Regions from separate parts of the Mus musculus genome. Here region 1 is linked to region 2. The links are chromatin contacts, called in public promoter capture Hi-C maps. All regions are on one chromosome and are shown on one strand. Each heading gives the region's core, a stretch centred on a gene start, on an enhancer-like site or on the middle of the called end of the contact. The rest is flanking DNA. Distances are from core to core; before and after follow the strand shown.

Region 1 (7,429 bases), core at 106-2,605, 4.0 Mb after region 2:
TTTTAAAAAATCAAAAAAAGCATGTGGTCAGACAAGCTGTCCCTGGCCTTCTCCAAGGAAGAAAAAGGACACACCAGTGTTGGGGACTGGAAGATGGGCGGGGGGGGGGGGGGGGGATCAGTCAGCGGCCTAACATGCCTGGCAGGTTCTATGGTGTCTCTAGATGAACATCCCGCCTACTGACTGAAATCAATTTTAGCAATTTCAGTAGGTCGGCCGTGTGACAACAGGGGCAACCCAGAGCTCAGCGATTCAAACAAAAATCCAAAGGCTCGTCCAGAACATGCTGGGAAAACCCTCGGACAGGATGGAATGAGCCGGCTCAGAGGGATCTTCTGCTTCTATGTAGCAATGCATAATAAATTCTGTCCGCCCGGAAAAAGCACTGATGAATTTCAAAGGCATAGTATGACACGCAGAGGTTCCAGGATACAGAAATCGACAGCACGTCGCCCTTCAAAGAAGCATAATGACTTTAAAGCCTCCTTTCCCTCCTATCTCGAATGTCACCACCGCTTATCAGGGAAAAGACCGTGGAAACCCCGGGAGGGACAGCCTGGGAAATAAGAGAAAGGAGTAGCTTTAGGTCCCTTTGGTGATGGGCTGCCCTGCAAGATGCTGTCATCCAGTCATCCAGGGAAGCATGAAGGGGCCTGGGCGGTGAGCGGAAGCACCGTATACCCAGACACACACCCACCAACACGCTCGGATGCAGGCTGGTCTGGGCCAGCAGCGTAGTGCTTGCCCCCCTCCCGCCGCCCTCGGCTTAGGTGATGGAGTGGAAGGGTGTGCTGATGAATGAATACACCTGAGATGCCTCCATCCTGACACTTGCGCCCTTCTTCCTTTGGCCACTGCAGAAAAGACCCTCAGTAGTTTCACTTTCCAGCGCAAACCCACCAGGGCTCTCCCGTCTCCATCCACCCACACTGCAGCCAGGCTGAAGCGGGCGGACATTCCCTCCTAAGCAGAGGCCATGATCGCACTTACCTTCACCTACCAAAAACGAAAAGGCATAAAGAAACCTGGAATCCCCAAACCTCCCCGCGTCCTAGCAACTTTTCTTGAAGGGACGGGGAGAGGGGACACAGAGCAGCCGGGAGACACGGCTCGGCGAAGGTCCCCCGCGGCCACCCGGGGATGCTCTGGGAGAAGGGGGGCCCCCAGGTCCTTCCAACAGCTGGCCCTTTAAAAGCACCTCCTCCGCGCGCTGAACAAAGGCACCGCTCCGGGGGCCCGCTGCGCCCGCCCGGGAGCTGCCGCCGGAGAGCGCAGCCGCCGCCCGCTTACCTCGCGGGTCCCCGGCAAGGGCTTGCGCGCGTCCAGCCCGGCTCGCGCTCCACGCTACAGTCAGCCCCGCTCTGTTTTTCTGCTACTCCGAGCTGACTTCACCGACACTGGGGCCGGCCAATGGGCGGCGGCGACCAGCCCCTCATTAGCATGGCCTGGAACCGTCCACTCCGGCAGCGCCCAGGGGGCGGGGCCTGGCCGGCCGTGACAGGAAGGGGCGTGTGCGCCAATGGGGAGGCGAGGAAGAGCCCGCCGCCAAGCCTGCGTCCCTGTGAGCGGGGCGCGCGCCCGCGGGTTCCCGCGGATGTCGCGCGCGCACCCGCTAACCCTTTCTACCCTGGGCTGCCCGCGAGTGACTCCAGACGCTGGCCCTGTGGTCTCTATAAGGGTTTGCCCACAGAGAGCTTGAAAAGAACAGTAAGCGTAAAATAACAGTGTGTCCTAGCTATAAACAAATTACTTAACCCTGTGCCCTTTTGCTGATCTGTAAAATGGCACCATAATTCCTCTTGATAAAATGTAGTGAATAAAAGCTTGCCAATGGCACTGTCAGTCTGATTATATTCTACCAGACAGTTGCCTAATGCTCCCTATTTTCTCATTTGATTTTCCCAGCCTTGTGAAAAAGACGTTGTTACTAGTTTCTCGTTTTAGTCTTTATTTATTTATTTATTTATTTATTTATTTATTTATTTATTTATTTTTGGACAGGCGGCTCACGTATTCTAGCGCGGCCTCAAACTCACCGTGCAGCCAAAGATGATCCTTAATCCCACCTTCTGGGATTAGAGGCTGCCCCACATACTCACACCCCAGGCCAACCTCCTGACTCAGCCTCTAGAGCGGATTATTGGCTGCACCACTCTGCAAATTGGGGAGAAAAGAGTTTATTTGGCTTACACTTCCACAACACTGCTCCCCATTGAAGGAAGTCAGGACAGGAACTCAAACAGGGCAGGAGTCAGGAAGCTGATACAGAGGGATACCGCATACTGGCTTGCTCTCCATGGCTTGCTTAGTCTGTTTTCATATAGAATCCAAGACCATGAGCTCAGGATGGCCCATCCACAATGGGTTGGAACCTCCCCCATCAGTCACTAATTTTAAAAATGCCCTACAGGCTTGCCTACAGCCCCATCTTACGGAGGCATTTTCTTAATTGTGGTTCCCTCCCCTCAGATGACCTTAGCCTGTGTCAAGTTGACTTACAACTTTCCAACACAACAGAATAGTCACCTGAGCACAATTAATTCTTTTCTGCTATCTTGGGCAAGAATCTTCAGCCCAACTGTGTTCCTAGTTAGCAGGCTGTGTGGTGGGGTAAGAATAGGACCTAGTGACTGCACAGGCAAGGGGAACCCTGTCTGTAAAGGTTGTTAGATGTCAGGGAACAGTGACAGGTCCTGGCTGAGCACCTGCTGTCCTCAATTCTGTTGTCTGTGTATTTTAATTGAAGACTTCTAGCTGTCTGGGAGCTCGTGCTATAACCAAGGAAACAAGAAGCCTCCAGAGAACCCGGGGTCCCTCAGCACAGGGCTCTGCCTCGCCCAGACCTCATCCTGTTGCTTTGTAAAACACACTTCCCAGGCTCTGCTGTTACCTTATGCTACAGTCTGGACAAACAGCTCTCTGGTCTATAAAATAATAAAGCAGCAAGTATGAATGTGCCTGTATTAACAGTGCACTGTTGCACCAGGGCTGTGAGCTTTATATGCACCGCTACACATCTAACAACAACATAGCTAAAGGCACAGTGATACTAGGAGATTAGCCAAAGAGGTAGGAAATAGAAGGCAGAGAAACTGAGAGTTATCTACCTACCAAATCCAGGCAACAAGGTTTAGAACACACACACACACACACACACACACACACACACACACACACACACACAATGTCAGAACAACTCAATGTTCCGTTTGGGGCTGGAGAGATGACTCAGTGGTTAAGAGCACTGACTCTTCTTCCAGAGGTCCAGGGTTCAATTCCCAGCATCCACATGTTAGCTCACAACCGTCTGTATGTAATGGGATCTGATGCCCTCTTCTGTTGTGTCTGAAGACAACTACACTGTACTTATATACATTAAATATGCACCATTTAACAGAACACTAGGTAGCTATGAAAAATGAGGAAGTATTTTTGGTAATTTTAAAGGGGTGGGGAGCTGTGGAATTGGCTTAATAGTTCAGAGCGCTTATTCTCTTGCTGAGTACCCAGTTCAGTTTCTAGTGCACACACAATAGCTCACAACCATCAGTAAGCCGCCATGGCCCACTGTTGCCATAGCAAAACTCAAAAATGCTTATATTATTGAATGGGAAGGATGACTGAAAACTGATGTGTAAAATCTCATTACAATTTTTCCTCTAGAATTATGTATAAATATTTTTGTTCATCTTTGTTTTTCTGATTTTTTTTTCCCTTTATAAACATCTGTCAAGCCAAGTGGTGGTGGCACATGCCTTTAATCCCAGAGACAGAGGCAAGCAGATCTCTGAGTTCAAGGCCAGCCTGATCTACTGAATGAGTTCCAGGAGAGCCCAGGCTACAGAGTAAAACTCTATCTTGAAAAACAAACAAACAAACAAACAAACAAATAAAAAGTTATCAGATTATCCAGTGAACTTTTTAAAAAAATAATAATTTAAAAACGAAACACCAGACTGTACTCAGGAAAATTTGAATTCTACTCAAGGCCATTCTTAGAAATGAGAAAACTGAAACTCAAGAGACCTAAAAAGAGGTTGAACTCTTGAACTAACCCCTTAGTAGCTTCAGCAAGTGTCCCATTCCTCACTGGAAAGCATAAAATGAGGTGTCTAAGAGAGACGGAGAAATCTGGAAAAGACAGGAAGGTGGCAAGTAGAAGAGACAGAGAGGAAGCAAAACCTTCTACCTCAAAACATTTCTAAGACATCTCTTCCATGAAGACCAGAATGTGGTAGCTTGCTTCTGTGATAACAGCACTTGGAAGGCTGGGGCAAATGTTCAGAGTTGGCTTAGGCTACCCAGTGAGACCCAGTGAGACCCAGTGAGACCCAGTGAGACCCAGTGAGACCCAGTGAGACCCAGTGAGACCCAGTTTCAAAGAGCAACTCCCAAACTGTGGTCTAATAATAGTTCACAATAAAAGCAACCTAAGGGATTATTAGGTTTAATTAGACCGACTCATTCCTATCTCCAGCCATTCACTGATTCATCTGGGAGGGAGGCCTGGTGTTATAGATGTGGCAAGAGTAAGTTCTGTCCTCTCCCTGTTGCCCCAAGGTGAGGCCTAAAGGAGGCAGAGAGCCAGTCAAGTTCACGTAGGCTGTGCTGGTTAGTTTTATGTCAACTTGACACAAGGTAGTGTCATCAGAGAGAAGGAAATCTCAATGAAGGCTATGCCTTCATAAGATAGGACTATAGGGCATTTTCTTAATTAGTGACTGATGGGGGAGGGCCCATCCCACTGTGAATCCTTGTGCCATCCTTGGTCTGGTGATTCCTGGGTTCTATAGAAAAGCAGGTTGAGCAAGCTATGATGAACAAGCCAGTAAGCAGCACCCCTCCATTTGTTTCTGCATCAGCTCCTGCCTCCAGATTCCTACCCTGTTGGAGTTCTTGCCCTGACATCCTTCAATGATGAACTATGACGTGGAAGTATAAACCGTATAAACCCTTTCCTCCCCAAGTTGCTTTTGGTCATGGTGTTTCATCACAGCAACAGAAACCTTGACTAGGACGTGGGCCAAGGCCACACTACAGGCAAGCAGCCTACACTGAGAAATACCCCACACTTGCTTTAATGGTGTGATTGCCTCTCTTGGAGTTCTTTTATTTTCATACAAAAGGTCCTGAATTTTTATTTTGAACTAGACCCTTGGGTTAGGGTTATATCTCAATGGTAGAACACCTGCCTAGCATGTGTTAGGCCCTAGGTTTGATCGAAGAACTGGGCCCTATAAATAATGTAACTGGTCTTAAGGAGAGGAGACCCCAGGGCCTAAGGGGTAAAACTTAGGTCATTCATTCTCAACCTTCCAAATGCTACAACCCTTTAATAGAGTTCCTCATGTCGGTAGTGACCCCCAAATATAAATTATTATTTCATTGGTACTTCATAACTGTAATTTTGCTACCGCTATGAATCATAATGTAAACATCTGATATGTAGAATATGAGACAGCCAGAGGGGTCACGACCCATAGGTCAAGAACCACTGGCCTTGATTATAGATGAGGGCTCTCTATATCACAACTGTGTCTCTCCTATAGCTCACTTTCATTCCCAGCTCCCCAGGGACATGGGGAGGCCCCCGCATCCCAGACCCACAACACTTCACCTCTATCTTTCATGTGGAATGACGCATATTTGACATGACGTAGTGTATTTCTCTGTAGTTTTATTCCTCCGCCCCTCTTTATGTAGATTGTAAATGCCACAAACTCTCAGCCTGGGCCTGCTCATCTCAATAGGCCTTACTACTGTTCCTCTCACACTGAAAACAACAAAAAAAAAAAAAATCTACTTAAGTTTAATTTACTCTCATTAGTAACTCCTCATTTTCTCTTCATGTGCCTCAGATTGTTCCCAGCAGTGTCTCTACTACTGGAAACAGAAGTAAACTATGAAGCAGGAGAGTCCTGCATACAAACCGGAGTCAGCACCAAGCTCTCGAGTCACCCACAGGCCATCTCTCTCCCTGAGGAATCAAGAGAGGAAGAAACAAGGCTGCACAGACAACCTGAGTCACTAGCCTTCCTTCTGTCTATCCCTGGGGTTGCACAGCTTTAGTGACAGATCTCTAGATGACAGTGGCAAACTTTAGAAACAGCAAAATTTCCTTAATGAACAGACTCTCATCTAGGCATGGCAGTACAGGGGAGGGCAAAATTTATGCCTAAAATGTATAGAACTGATATAAACATTGGACGCACATACCATACTATAGCTCAGTGCCTGGGTTCCATTCCCAGAACCACAGAAAGACAAAAAAAAAAAAAAAAAAGAAAGAAAGAAAGAAAGAAAGAAAGAAAGAAAGAAAGAAAGAAAGGAAGGAAGGAAGAAAGAGAAGGAAAGAAAAGAAAAGAAAAGAAAAGAAAAGAAAAGAAAAGAAAAGAAAGATAAAAAAAGAAAAGAAAAAAGACTTGATGGAATGGAATGTCACTTCCAAGAATTCCACATTCTTTGAAAGCCTGTGACTATGAAAATAGTCACTGCCTTAGGGAAACTTGATGGAATGAGTGGGGAGTGGAGATTGGTCAGGACATGTCTCAGGAGCCAGGTCAAAAACAACAAGAGCAATGAGGATGTATACATGACTACTCAGAATAAATATAAATCATTAACACCAAGATTCCAGTTACCAGCCCCGTGTTAATCACCCACAAACATGTATTCAGATGTGTTTTATACTGTCCCTTGGGTGAAGGCTTGCATTCACAAGGGAACCCCAAGTACTATATTGTGTTTGACCAAGGGTGCAAGGTTTGACTTGGACATTTTCACATGTTCTTAGAGAGTCAAAATAATTATGATTTTAAAAAATGGGCCTTTGGTAGAAATCAGGCTGTAAAGCTGTCAGCCACCGTGTTGGCACAGTGTGTAACCAGTGTGTGTCCCTAGAGAAGGGCTCACACCCTTGGCTGGGAACTCAGCAGATAAAAAGACAAGGTGGCCTGCTGAAGGCATTGCTAAGAGATGTATCTTTTCTGGTTGGGACAGGAGAGTTGAGAGTCGTCAGTTAGAAAATGCTGAGCCTCAGAAGACTTTCTTCTGTGGAATAATCTAACTAATTGACTGTTTACTTGAGAAACCCACGTTTAGGGTGGGTACCCACAGCTGACAACTCTCCAAGAAGCCTTCCGATTGAGGCTGGGGAGAGGGGGGAGGGGACGCAGGAGGAGGAATGTGAGGAGGTTGACACAGAGAAAGAGAAAAAGGACAGAGAATGCAGAGAGCCAGAGAGACCATGTCGGATGGTCTGGCAGGGAAAATACAGCAACTTCAGGAACGGGGCAACTAACCTTACGAAACAAATGTAAATTTAATAAGGGTTTTTAAAACCAACAGCAGTGATGTTAAAGAGAGTAACTGGCTTTCCGGAAGCTGCAGGAGACTTATCAGAGGTAATTGGAAGAGTTCACTGAGGGAC
Region 2 (7,938 bases), core at 3,467-5,966:
TTAGCTTCTTGGGACTTGTCAGAGCCTTTAGATCTGTCTCCACTCCTTTGATGAAGGTTGGCTTGCCTACACTTGGAAGAATATGGTTAAACATGGAGCCGTTTAGACAAGGCCCACTAACTTGGAGGAACTCTTTCGTAATTGAGATCTCATCCTAGAACCACCAGTCACACATAATTATTCAGATATGAAACCAACTTAGTAGTTGCTCCATGGAGCAGTATAGATATGGGCCATTTCCAGCATTATGGAAAGTTCTTTTGATAGCCTTGTTCTTACCATTGGGATGCTTAAGAAGCAAGACCAGGGTGGTGTATACCTATTATTACAGTGTTTGGGAAACAAGAGACAGGGAAATTAACATAAGTTTGATAACCAGGTTGATCTTCAGAGTGAGTTCTGGAGCAGCTTGGGTTATGAAGCAAGACTTGTTTCCAAAATGAATTGATACAATTTAAAATTAAATAGTAGCAATACTAGGGTCAAATCCTCTACATGAGTGTAACCTATCATGCAGAGTATTTTTCTAATTCTTCTTTGGGAATAGTATCAGAGTGCCTTTACAAGCCTCGTTACAAAAACATCTTGCTTCGTTAATATGAGCTTATTGAGTTACTTCAACAGCACACTCCAGATAGTATGCTCCCTGCAGGTGGGGATTCAAGGAGCAATTAGACATGGCGCTTTCCCTCTTCTCCATGGATTTATTGTGGAACAAATAACAAAGACGCAATGTGGTCTGTGAATGCCAAGTAAATATGTACAATATGTTCTGGAAGCAGGAAGAAAAAAAAAGTGACTCTAATTAGGGCATTCTGAAAATCCCCTTTTTTTTTTTCAAAGAATTCAGGTGAATGCCAGAGCAGGGGGTTTGGATTTTTATTGTAAAGGCTCTGAAAGGCTATTGAAGTATTTTTAAACAAAGGACCAGCAAAGAATTATATATTTTTTAAGAGGTCATTCTGGTGGCAATTAGAGTAGGTAAGAAACTGAAGGTAAGACCTAAGGCAGACAAAGCATAATCTTTAAGATATTAAGGGCATTGAGGAGTCCATGACAAGGACCATTGAGGAGTCCATGACAAGGAGCATCCAGCTTTAAGGTGCCAAACTTGACGATCACTGCAGCATTTTGACGATCACCGCCACATTCCTCAGTCTTAGATCTATGCAACAGTGCATACTTTTTTTTTCAAAACTCCATCCTCTCTTTGTTCTGATTTGCTGCACTACAGTCTTTCTAAACAGTTTTATACATTTGAAACGTATTTCCATATCATACAGCTCACATAAAGGTCCCACACACACAGAAGTGAATATGGCCGTTGCAAGTCAATCCGTCTTCTACTATGAACATGGCTTTGTCACTCTTCCAACTCTGTCCTTTCCATCCCTGCATCCTCTGACCTCTACCCCTAAGTCATCACTGTTCCACTCTCTATTACCATAGATGTCTGTTTCGTACATTTGTATTATACGTTTTTTATATAACATATTTTAGTCATATTCTTTCCCCTGCTTCTACTCCTCCCAGGTCCTCTCCATCTTCTTACCCTTCACCCCAAATGTCACATTCTTTTATTTTTCTTTCATGATAATCCCACCATTAGAAGCTTCTAAAGAAAGAGTTGTATAGGTGTAAACAGTATCTGGGTACAGTTTTGGCTTTTGTTTTTAATAAAAATAAGTAAGAAATGCTCTATCTTTGTGTATGTGAAAAACAGAAGTCGTGAACAGGGTCTTAGAGAACATCTCTAGTTGAATAGAACCTATTGTCTACAACTGCGTGTTTGCTTCATTTTGACGGCCAGTGTGTTCCACTTTCTTCTGTAATGCAACAGATTGGATGCATTTTTCTCCAAAAAGTTACAATCATTGTACCCAAGGAAGTATGCCAAACACGGTTAAAAGAAGTATATTTATTGACTTCACTACTTCAGGACCAATACTCAATTGGAATATGAAAAAGACGCTTTCCTTAAAAAGTGTGTCGCAAGGCTGATGAGATAGCTCACTAGATTAAGGAGCTGGCTGCCCAGCTTCACATCTGAGCTCCATCCTCAGGGACTCAGACAACAGAATGAGAGAACTGCCTCATGCTGCCTTCTGACCTCCACATGTGCAACATGGCACATCAAGCGATAAATTAATGTGATAGAACCTTAAAAGTAAGTCTGAAGCACACATTTAAAATAGACCACATGATCATAATGATTGGTTAGGAACCATTCTTAAATGCTCTTTCAGAACCAATTTTGCTGTTGTTCAGTACACTATTATTACTGTGTGTAATTAAAGGGGTGCTCTGTCAGCTAGACTTTCCATTGCCTTCCAACTCTTATCTTTGCCATTCATTCCTCTTTGGATATAATCTCTCTAAATCCCATTTCATTGCCCCATGCCACCCCGTTCCCCTTTAGGTCTTTTGCCTTCCTAAATCAGATGAAAAACCTGATTGATCAAGTCCAGTTGCATCTGGACTTAGAAAGGTCCCCACACTTGACCATTACATTTGGTGTCACTGAAAAGCGTCTTCAGCACATCTTTATGCATAGCAGCCAGAGCTCTGTCTGACTCCCCTCAACCCCCAGATCCAGTAGGTACACACAAAAAGTTTTTCGTGACAGTTGCCTTACAAGTTCTGCCAGAGTTATCATTCTAGCTTACCAAGAGCACCCCCATCTACCTCCCAGTCCTTACCCGGGGCTTGTATGAAAGAGACTTTAAGTGGTACATTATGAATCATGTATTTAGTAGGAAGTGGAAACAAATTCATCATGATGCTTATCTTTCCTATATAGAGCTCCCAGCAGAATAAACCAATGGGCTTGTTTCCATTGCCTTATCTCGTCTGGAGCAGTAGAAATGAACACTTCTGACTTGCCAGTTTTTTTGCCAATATCTAAATATTTTTGTTCTATTGAATGTGACTAGATGTACAGACACACTTTTATTTTGTCTCACACATGAAAAGTGAAAGCATAAGGCATGCGATCCAACTCGTTTCTGATCCAAGTATTTTAATAGCAAATTACTAAATTTGGTTGTAGACAATAGGAGAGATAACCCACCATCATTTCAGAATTTATTCTACCAGTCTAGACACAGTAGCATGGTACATCTTGAATCGTATTTAAAATGAAAGGTTGGTTTTACAATGTTTGTTACCAGTTTTCAGCATGCTGGCCTGCTAAAAGAAAACAGATGTCTATGAGATAGTCCGGAGATTTAAGAAGAGAGGTCTAAAAACAAAAATTCAAGAAAAAGGAGACAGAAAAGGGTGTTGCAAAGTAGTGCCTGTGTCATTTGGCTCTAAAGATTATGAAATACCTGGCTACTTTATTCTACTTATTGTACACCTTTTGTTATTAATAGAGAAACGATGGTGACAGCAATTATATTAAAACTACAAATACTTCCTAGAAATAGAAGCAAACTTTATAATTTCCAAAGTAATACAGTAGGCACTATCCGATTCACTTTATTGCTTGCTACAAATTCTGGGCTTGAAAAACAACCTCATGCCAGGAAGAACTGTAACTATTTATTTAGTTCTGCGGACTCTGAATTATATAAAATGACAGTCACCAAATCCCCTCTGAATTTGTTTCAGAGATATTCTTGCTTCTTGTATTTGGAGCTGAGTATTCTTGGATTAGAAAATTCACTTCACCATGAATAAAATAACGAAGTCTCAACTAAAAATCCCAAGACCTCAATGTCGAGAAATTCTCTATTTTTAGTAAGTGGTACAGTGAATACTTCCTCTCTCCCTTCTCCTCCATCAGCAGGTGTCTCTGCCATTCCAGCAGACTGATAAAAGGAAAAGGAGGGGGCGAGGAGAAAGGAAATTGTCTAAGTCGTCGTCGGGTGGTGGAGGTGGGGATATTTTAACATGACGATTTAAAGTAATTTTTTAAACGTTCTTACCCAGAATTTATTACGAGGTTTATTATGGATTACTCAGCAGTTTGGATCTGTCCATCTGTAACTTATAAACGGAAGGGGACAAGGGATTAGAGGGAACGAAGGACGGCGGGGGGCGGGGAGAGCAAAATGTAGGCGCGTGGGCACGGAAGGGAGAGGCGGACTTGGCAGTCATGAGGGACCGCGGCTCAGAAATGGAAAGTGTGGCCTGGCCGTCCTGCCCTGGAGTGTGTGTGGGAGGGGAGCACGGTGTCGCATTGTCCTCTCCCGACCCTAAGCGCTTCTCCCGTAGGATGAGGCCAGGAGAGGACACGGGGAAAGAGTTAGTCATAAGGATGCTCAGGTGAGCGGTCTCCCAGTCTCCCCGGCGCTGGAGGCACTGGAGGAAAGATCAGGGGGCAGACATGACCCCGAGTCCGCTTCCTGAGCGCGAGTTTAAAGGTCAAAGGCCACCAGCTGGGTCAAAGGTCCCCGGCTCACCTGCCACTCCAGGTGAAGGGAAAGCCAGGGTTAGAATCCGTGTCACAGCCTTTACAAGGCCTGTCGCCCTCCCACCACAGCCCGCGACCAACATGGCGACCAGGCGCCCCCCAGCTCCCGCCCCGCGCCGTCTCCTCAGCGGTCCCCGCGCGTGACGCGGGGCCGCGGTCTGAGCCCCGGCCGGCGGACCCGCGGGAGCGGAGCGCGGCCGAGGGCGCGAGCCGGGCGCACGCAGGGGGTGGGCGGCGGAGCCTGGCGGCCAGCCCGGGGGCGCGCGCACACGCGCGGGCGCGCGACGGGCCGCGGGCGCGCGCGGGGGCGGGGGCGGCGCGGCGGCGGCGGTTGGAAGGAGCCCTCTCGCGGCCGCGGCAGCAGCAGCAGCGCCCGCCCCGGCTGCAGTCCGGCCGCCGCTGCCGCCGCCGCCACCGCCTCGCGCCTCAGCCGCCCGGCCAGACATGAGTGAGGCGGCTCGGGATCTCTCGCCCGGAGCGCCGCCGGCGGTAGCCGCGGCCGCCCCGGAGGAGAGGAAGGGGAAAGAACCGGAGCGCGAGAAGCTGCCGCCCATCGTGACGGCCGGCGCAGCCGCGGTAGGTGCGGCGGGGGCCGGGGGGCGCCCTGGGCGGTGGGTTGAAGGCGGCCTGGAGAGGGGACAACAGGGAAGTTGCGCCTCGAGGGCAACGGCCATCACTTGGGAACCGCGCCTTCCACGCTCGGGGAGTGGGGTCCGCTGCCTGATGCTGGGTGTTTGCTTGTTTTCGGGGGGTCTGGCTCCCGACTTTCTGCTGAGGGTCGGCATCCTCTGTTGGATGAGCATGGGTGCCAGTTGGGCGTCAGGGAGGTTTTCCCTGAGTGGGAGAACCTGCCTGTGGGCGCCAAGGCAGCGCTTCCCTTCGCTTTTGCGGTCCTTTCTCCCCTCGGGTTGAACAGTCTCAGAGAGGAGTTTCCTCCTAATTCTGACCTTTCCGTTGCTATCCGGGTAGTGGGAGGCAGTTGCCTCCCTGGATGCTTTTATTTTTTTCATACGGTACTGACGTGTGATTTGAAGGAGCGAGGCTTTTTCTTCTTTTAAAACTCGGCTATCCAAGCTTAATAAGCGTGGTAATTTCCCAGCTGGATTTTGCAAGGGTTAATTTGGAAGGCGCTCTCAGCCTTCAAACTCCATACTGCCAAATGATGTCATGGGACATCATCCCCTCTCTCCCTTCCCCCTGTTTGTACTTAGTGGTTGGGAGTCTGGTTGCTTTATGATTAACTTCTGGTTTTGACATTTTTATTTGACATAGTATTTAAATACTTTGGGCAAGTTTGCTTTCAAGTATTTAAAGATTATGACTTGTCAACGCATCTGTACGTGACAAAATAGTAAAAGTTTGGGGAATATTATACATTTAAAAAAATTTCTACTTGCAATTAGTTTCTAGAAGCCGCCCTCCTAAATGACTAGGAACTTACTAAAATAGCTCACTCTTCTTTATAAAGTATTAGTATCAGAATAATGTTATGATTTGGTAGGTTTTTCAAAAATGTCTGAAGCCTGTAATAACTGGAAATTGTTAAAGACAACTCTTTTATCATAAGTCAGCACAGCAGATTTGGACAGCAATGACACACATTTTAAAAGGATAACTACAACTGATTGGTAAATTGCAGCTGTAGTTAGGAATTACCTTGGGAGATGCTTTGAAGCAATTTGTCATTCATATTGTAGTCTGTTGGTGCACAGGGTTTTCACAGCTTTTTATGTAGGACTTCTTAATGCCAATGTAGTTTGTTTGTTTCAAGTCTGGGTATGTGTCTAGTGTGTGTATACGTGTGAGTATGGGTATATGTGTATGGAGGTCACATATACATGTGACCTGGTGTTGGTTGTCACCCCATGCTTTGGCAGTTTTTTCCTAAGGTGGTTATTAAGAGGGAAAATGTAACATCTGCTTTTAGAAGCAATGTTATGAGTTTAGTGTCTAACAGCAAGTACCTTTCCCCAAATTATTTATATATAGTGAAGAATATATTATATATAGCAAATAATGTCTATTATTTATCAATATTATTTACATATAATTTCAGTGGAACTGAAAGAAAGGTTTGGAACTTAACAGAAGCTGATACAGTGTGGCTGGAAGTCTAACATTTGTTATCTGAAGCACATAGGTCTTAGTAATTTCAAGTTTTTCAGATTTTAAGAAAGTAATCCTTTTAAGTATTACCACATGTAATAACTACAGTGAAGTCCTGGCCAATTTCCTGGCATCAGTAGTATCTAAAACTGTAGCCAATGTATTGTTTGTTCTGTTCAGTGGAATAAGGTTAAAAACTCTTACTTGCCTTATGGCATTTCAAGGCACATCCACATTTGTGCTACCAAGTGAATTGCAAAGACACTCTTTTTCAGGATGTAGACTAGTCAAAGAGCCTATAGTTTAAGAATTTTTAAAAAATCTTTGAACATGGAGGATAAAAACAGTTTGGAATAGAAAACTTGGGATTCTGAGGCAGTTTCTGGTGGTGCCTTAAAATTTCTTTTGACCTTGATACTGCTGTTGGATTTTTCAATGGAAATTTTAAGAGGAAAATGCAAGTATGTATTGCATATTTTTCAAGAGGATTTTCAGAGCTGAAATTTTGAGGCATCATGATAAAAAGCCTAAGGAAAAAAAATGCTGACATCTGAAGATGAGGAAAGCCAGGGCATCTGGGATGACCGGATTCTCCAGTAGAGTGGGGAAGACTTGATGGAATGTGGTGGAAAGAGAAAGACAGTTTATTGCCTCCTAGTTTATTTCTGAACTCTGTAGGGCTTAAGCAGAACTCAAGGTTTGTTTAGTATCCTAATTGACATCAGGAACTTTGGGGACCCTTTTAGTGATTCTTCCTTTTTGCCCAAATTAATAGCTCCACCCTTCCAACTTGAGTTTATATTTCAATTCAAGTGGCCCTGTAATCATGTGGGGTTTTTTCCCTCAGAAAATTAGTGTGTCATGGTTATGACGGTGTAGAAACAAGTAAGAGTGACAGCTCACGAAAATAAAGAAGAGGTCAGATTATGCTGATCCTAATAAGGCCAAAAAATATAAGCTATATTCTGAATGTTTAAAGAGGGGTGCCATGATGGGAGAGAGAATGGTAGAAACTGTAAATTCTGATACTACCTCTATGCCAAATTCCATTCAGAAGATTCCTGACACAGGTCTCAAACGAGACTGACTGTAGAGTTACTTTGGTAGGATGTTGGTCCTGACTCACATCCCACCCTAAGATACCAGTTTTCAATCTGATGCACAGTAAAAATCAACTGGGAAGCACTATGACGGCCTAAATGCAAGCTTTTTTGTTTGTTTGGTTTTTGGTTTTTCGGGACAGGGTTTCTCTGTATAGCCCTGGCTTCCTGGAACTCACTCTGTAGACCAGGCTGGCCTCGAACTCAGAAATCCACCTGCCTCTGCCTCCCAAGTGCTGGGATTAAAGGCGTGCGCCACCATGCCCGGCCCAAATGCAAGCTTTTTAAATCAGAATTTCTGAGACTGGAGACATA

The links. Promoter capture Hi-C pulls out the DNA fragments that hold promoters and counts their contacts.
Region 1: a promoter capture Hi-C map of pre-B cells shows a contact between it and region 2. The contact joins the promoter of Sorbs1 here to the promoter of Hectd2 in region 2. A contact is called at or near these places in 2 of 39 promoter capture datasets (cranial neural crest and pre-B cells).

The regions. Positions count from the first base shown.
Region 1 is chr19:40,512,381-40,519,809 of GRCm38.p6, forward strand. Sorbs1 (sorbin and SH3 domain containing 1) reads right to left here and starts at 1,356. Exons shown (of 29, transcript NM_178362.1): 1 at 991-1,356.
Region 2 is chr19:36,549,923-36,557,860 of GRCm38.p6, forward strand. It overlaps Hectd2 (HECT domain E3 ubiquitin protein ligase 2), which reads left to right and starts at 4,717. Exons shown (of 21, transcript NM_172637.3): 1 at 4,717-4,993. The coding sequence starts at 4,862. It overlaps Gm41838 (a long non-coding RNA gene), which reads right to left and starts at 4,117. Exons shown (of 2, transcript XR_877830.3): 1 at 3,930-4,117; 2 at 3,003-3,812.